2 separate regions of the Oryzias latipes genome follow, and region 1 is linked to region 2. Evidence: chromatin contacts called from public Hi-C data. All regions are on one chromosome and are shown on one strand. The core of a region is the stretch at or near the end of the contact, and the rest is flanking DNA. Distances in the headings are between cores, read along the strand shown. Region 1 holds the start of LOC101163412 (protein-L-isoaspartate O-methyltransferase domain-containing protein 2). Region 2 holds the start of tbc1d22b (TBC1 domain family member 22B).

Evidence for each region. A called contact is a pair of places that touch in the nucleus more often than the background predicts.
Region 1: a Hi-C map of embryo shows a contact between it and region 2, with 2.3 times the contacts expected there. The contact joins the promoter of LOC101163412 here to the promoter of tbc1d22b in region 2. A contact is called at or near these places in 3 of 5 Hi-C or Micro-C datasets (embryo, fibroblasts and gastrula embryo).

The regions. Positions count from the first base shown.
Region 1 is chr7:5,026,926-5,029,625 of ASM223467v1, reverse strand. LOC101163412 (protein-L-isoaspartate O-methyltransferase domain-containing protein 2) reads right to left here and starts at 1,415. Exons shown (of 7, transcript XM_004070587.4): 1 at 1,268-1,415.
Region 2 is chr7:4,892,126-4,894,825 of ASM223467v1, reverse strand. It overlaps tbc1d22b (TBC1 domain family member 22B), which reads left to right and starts at 1,375. Exons shown (of 14, transcript XM_011476795.3): 1 at 1,375-1,637. The coding sequence starts at 1,582.

The DNA of each region.
Region 1 (2,700 bases), core at 166-2,665, 130 kb before region 2:
GGTCAATTCATAACTTGAATCACTTGCACTACAAAAAATTAATTTAAAAAAACGAGCATCAGCACAGACATGTTAATAAAAAAAGTATCAGAGCGAGAATGATTATTCTGACCAATAGAATGACTGAGTAACAGCTGTTTATTTCTCTATATGCGTCTATGGGATTTTAGCTTCTTGGAGCCAGCGAGTACTTCCTGTTTGAAACGCCAGGGGGGAGGGGTCACTCAGTCCAGATCTCCTTTACAGTCAATGAAAAAACACAGAAAAGACCCACAGAAGCAAAACTCTTGCTAAACCAGATAGAATGAAGCCCTGAAGTCTGCAGCCTGAAGGAAGTCTGCTTTGGTTTCACCAACAATTATCTCAAACGAGGAACCTAAAGGTTTTTTGTAATTAATCATTTTCACTTTGATGTTTCTGTTTAGCTCGAAAAATTGCTGTTTTTTTTTTCTTTTAAGATTTTGACGCTGAAAAGGTCAGATAAAAAAACTGATTTTTAGACTTTTTCATGCAGTTTAAGTCGCTCTTGTGCTCAAAAAGCTTCTTTTTGTTTTCATCTAGTCTAGTCTTTCACCTAGTTTTTTTGTCTGACCAACAGGTTAATATAAAAAAAAATTCAGACTATTCCAATTTTTCTTTACGACTTTTTTTTTTAGCTCAATGTGAGATTTTTCACAAGATACTTACAAAGAAACTATTGTTGGTCTCTCCCCACTCACCAAAACATGATGGCTCAAGATGCAATTTTATTGAACACAAGCCTTTAGAAATAAGGTAAATTCTATAAAAATATATAAATTAAAAAGAGAAAGTCGTCTGTTATTAATTTGAAATCAAACTGCAGAAGCAGATGAGGCTTCAATGTGGACAGACATGAGAGGAGGATCAGCCTGTAGCCACATGAATGAATGAACTATCACTGTGGCCACACGGGGGCGCTGCAGCACACTTCCGTCGATAGGCAGCATGAAGCAGAGCGGCTTTAAATCCACAGGCTGCAGCTAGCGAGGCCGATCCGGGCTTCGGTGCACAACAACCACCTGACGCTGTTGCGCTAAACGCGCACGGTGTTTCTCACGCACTCTCCGATTGTAATAAAAAAATAAACCCCGTAGATGCGGTTTGAGTCAAGCAGCTGCCAGGCGGAGGCAGTCGATGAAGGACTCCAGGCACGACCATGGAGGCGGCCGGAGCGCAGCGGCGGGTGTTCGCCCCGCAGGCCGCCTCTGGCGCCTCCGTGCTCGGCTTGAGACAGCTGCCGGGGTACCTGCTGTCTGAGCCGAGGGCTGCCGTCCGTCTGCGCAGCTCCACGCGCGTCCTGCTCTTTGTTGTTTGGAGGATCCAGACTACACAGCACAGCTGGATGTAAACATTCGGCCATCTGACGCGATGACGTCAGACGCACGGCACGCACAACCCCGCCGCCGGTCACGCGCGGGTTGGCCTTCTTTCTGTTTAGGGGGCGGACCAAAGCCAAAAAGAGGTTAGAAACCACCGCGAAATGAGAATAAATGTCACAAAATAAACATTTTAGAGCCGATTAGGACTTTTTTTTAAATCCGCGCTGTTCACACGGTTTAGCTAATCAAGCTTTTATTTAAACTGCTCTGTGGAGTTTAAAACTGAGAAAAAAATGTTTTTCTTCTTTTATTTGATTCATCAGAGAGAAAAGTTTTATATGTCCAAAGAATCAAAAGAAAACTGCAAAATGGGTCAAAGTATCACATAAAGTTTAACTTTAATTAACTTTAAGAACTGCTATTGAACTTTCAGAACTGTTTAAGAAATGTTCAGCTATAGCAGAAATAAGAAGATTCTGACCGTTAGTCCTTCAATGTAGACCTTTAACCTCAAAATAAAGGTAAGTAAAAACATGAATTATTTTATTCTTTTACAGCCTCCAAAAGTCACTTACATGGAAAAATGTTTTGCACACATCTTGGAGGGATAACAACACGATATAATGTTGGAAGAAAACCAAAACATTCGTCAAAGCTGAAAACAATCAGGTGTTATGAAGTTATGAGTCAAAATACTGAGTTATTTGATTTCGTTTATTCAATTCATAATTCACAATTAAAATATTTGTTTCTTTTTGTTTTATTTACGTGTGTTAAACAAAAGCCAGATATGGTAATATAATTTTCAAATAGTAAATGAGGAGATTATATTTTCTTTTATTTCTTCTTTTTTGTACAGTGTTGACATTTGGACCTTGAGTCTAAAAAAGTATAGTATATTAAAACCCAAAGGCAGTTTCCCATCCTAAAACAAGTAGAAAAATTGCTTTGTGAATTATTAAAGTATCTTTTTGTTTTTTAAACATAGATTTATACTTAAATAGTGATCAGCTTTTTGTGTTTGTCCCACTGTATGACAAATGTACCAAATGAAGAAAATACAAACAACAGAGATACAAAAAAGAAAAACTGTTTACCATAATCATCTGGAAAACTTTGATTAGTTATAGGAGACTGCAAATCTTGGCTTATATAAATATCTTTTAGTGAAATGGCAGAATCTAAAGGTTTATTCAAACGTCCACCAGATGCCAGTGTGGCTCTGCATAGAAGCTGCATGCGAGTGTAGTGGGAAAATAAAGTAACTTCTGCTGTGTAGACACAGAAGTTACTGAGAAAATAAAGAACTTCTGCTGTTTAGACCCAATCTGTGCAAAATGAAAAAAATTAGCATTTTAAA
Region 2 (2,700 bases), core at 126-2,625:
TTGCAGCCTATAGGAGCAACAATGCGACTCAAGCCGTTTACATTTCAGAGCAGTCTCTATGTGTGTCTCATGGATTGCGACTCTTGTGTTCATGTTATGAATGAGTCATGCTGCTCCTCTTTTGAAATGAGTGACAGCTGCCTGTTTCTAAGCTACAACGGTGTTTGTGATGACGTTACACAGGATCCAACAGTAGTAGGTTGGGTGGAGACAAAACCAGGCAGATAATCCGCTCTAATGTGGGTCTGTTATGTCAGAGTCCCCTGAAACTGACGCTTGAATGACTCATTAGTATTACGCTGCTCCAAAAGTTAGCTGAGCCAGTTTTTCTTATATATGCTAAGAAAGACAGCTCTATCTGCCTCATATAATGTTTCCTATAAGTTGCATTTAACTTTTTTAGACTTCATCTAGCTTGTGAAATGTTTGAATTCAAGTGAAATAAAATGAACAAGCTTGTTTCTATTATCACATTTACTTTACAATGTAAATTTTAAATGAATTATCAGTGAATTTGGTACTTTTTCATCATTATTGATTACTTTTACGTGTGAAAAGCAGACAGTATTCCGGAAAACTGATTTGATTTCCTTTCACAAAATACGCACCAGAACTGACTGTACAATTGCCCGGCATAATGCAAAAGATAAGAGCGCATTTAATCTGCAAATACTAGATTATCTAAGATTAGGCTTTTTAAGTTTAAAAAGTCAGATCTGTGATGATTCTATTAGATTTTTGATTACAAACAAACAATAATTGAATGTACTGCTTCCTAAACAAAGAAGTGAAACAAAGAAACTTCTAGGAATGTTAAGTCAGCCTGGAAAATCTCTGGTTTGTTGGGATGTTTATAATTAATCCTTTTTTAGGAACCGCGTTCAAAATTAATGAGAGAGACGAACCAAGACCTGCCTGGATTTTGGTATTTTAGTCAGTCATTTAAAAAACAATGGAAGTATAGGAAGGTAAGATGCTTGTCCTGTATATTTTTCTTTCATCTAGTCACCACTAAACCCTTTCATTTTTCTAACTATGTTTAGGACAGCTGTAAATCAAATATCTACATTTAACAACCTTTTGACAACTTTACTAATTTCCCACCAGCCTGAAGTAAGCACGGCCTTTAACTCTGTGTAGTCAGTAACTCCCTCCAGGTCTCCCCTCACAGAGCAAAAGCACTAAATGTTGCAAAACACCGCCATCTTTGTTTAAATCAACAGAAAAACATAAACTTTTCTTTACCAGCATCAAGTTTCGGCCGTTCCCCTCGTCAGCAAGCATCCCTGGCCGTCGCTTCCCCGCCGGCCATTCTGATTGGTCGCCTTCCCTGCACCTGTTCGTTCCTTCCGCCAATCACGCGCTCCGAACGTTACTCTCCAAGATGGCGCCGTACAGGACGCAGTTTCCCTCATCGTAGCCTCGGCAGCTTTTTCGTTTCTGCCCATCGACCGTTCGGCTCTCCGAAGCGAGCTAAACGGGGCCCGCGGTCCTTCTTTTTCTGGGAGACACGGAGGCGGAACAACCATGGTTCCGTCGCGCCCGGAGCCGGTCTGAAGGCAAAGGGGAGGGGGTGCGAGTATGGCCACCGACAACAGGATCAATTTCTGGAGGAGAAACCCAAAGGTTCCCGGAAGGTTGGTTTCCTCACCTTTATATCAGTTTGAAATAAAACTGTGTTTGCGTAGCGAGTTTCCTGCCGATGCTGTTAAAGTTTAAGTCTCTCGATGAGCCATTAAACACCTAAAACCTGTGATCTGTCAAAGGAACAAATCTCATAAACGCATTCTACACATTTTCCTTCGGACGTTTTTATTTTATTTTTCCCCCCATGATTGAATGGGTTTTGAGATGTGAGCCCCTCCATCTCTGCTCTCTGCGGTTTCTGCCGTTCGTGGAGGGGGTGTCAACGGTCACACCCGCCATATGCTTTCCCAGACTGCACTGAGCGCGGCTGACAGACAGCCGGGAAAGTGCTCCATGTTTACATTTTCCTCACTCAGGATGCTCCCTGGGCTTTTCTGTGCCATCCCGCCTAGTTAGTAACTGTCTCTTCTCTGACCACTTATCACGTCACCGTAGAGCAAAATAAAATGTTTTTTTAAGTTATCTGCTTCAATAATATTTAAAGAGATTGAACTGGTAATGAACGCCATCTTTGTCCAGAGATGGAGGCCAAAGAGGTTTACAGAAAAACTTAATTTAAAGTCATTACTCACCCGGCGTCGTTGTTGGTACATGTAAAAAGTTCATCAGTCTGATTAGTTTGACAACATTAGTAATACATTTTGACTATTGAAAAAGGTGTAAATAAAAGTGCATTTCGTGCTAGCGTCCGCCCATTCAATTAACATGGCAATTACAGTAAAATAAACTAATTTAAACCTGAAATTTTGGGTTAAAGTCCTAAAAAATATAGGCTTTTGTTAAGTTGTTAAGGGTTTGATTATAGGGTGAGTTAAAAAGATGTAAAATAGAAATTGTCTTGTGGCTGAGCCACAAAACGGATTTTTGCCGGCTAACCGAATCAAATCAAACTTTATTGACAAAACAGATTTCAGAGTGACACAAAGTACTTTACAAAATAAAAGACTCTGCCAAAATTAAAAACTAAAGGCAAACAAAGCATTAAAAAAAAATAGAAAACACACACACACTACCCTGACACAACTAACAAAAACATTAACATAGATGAGATTA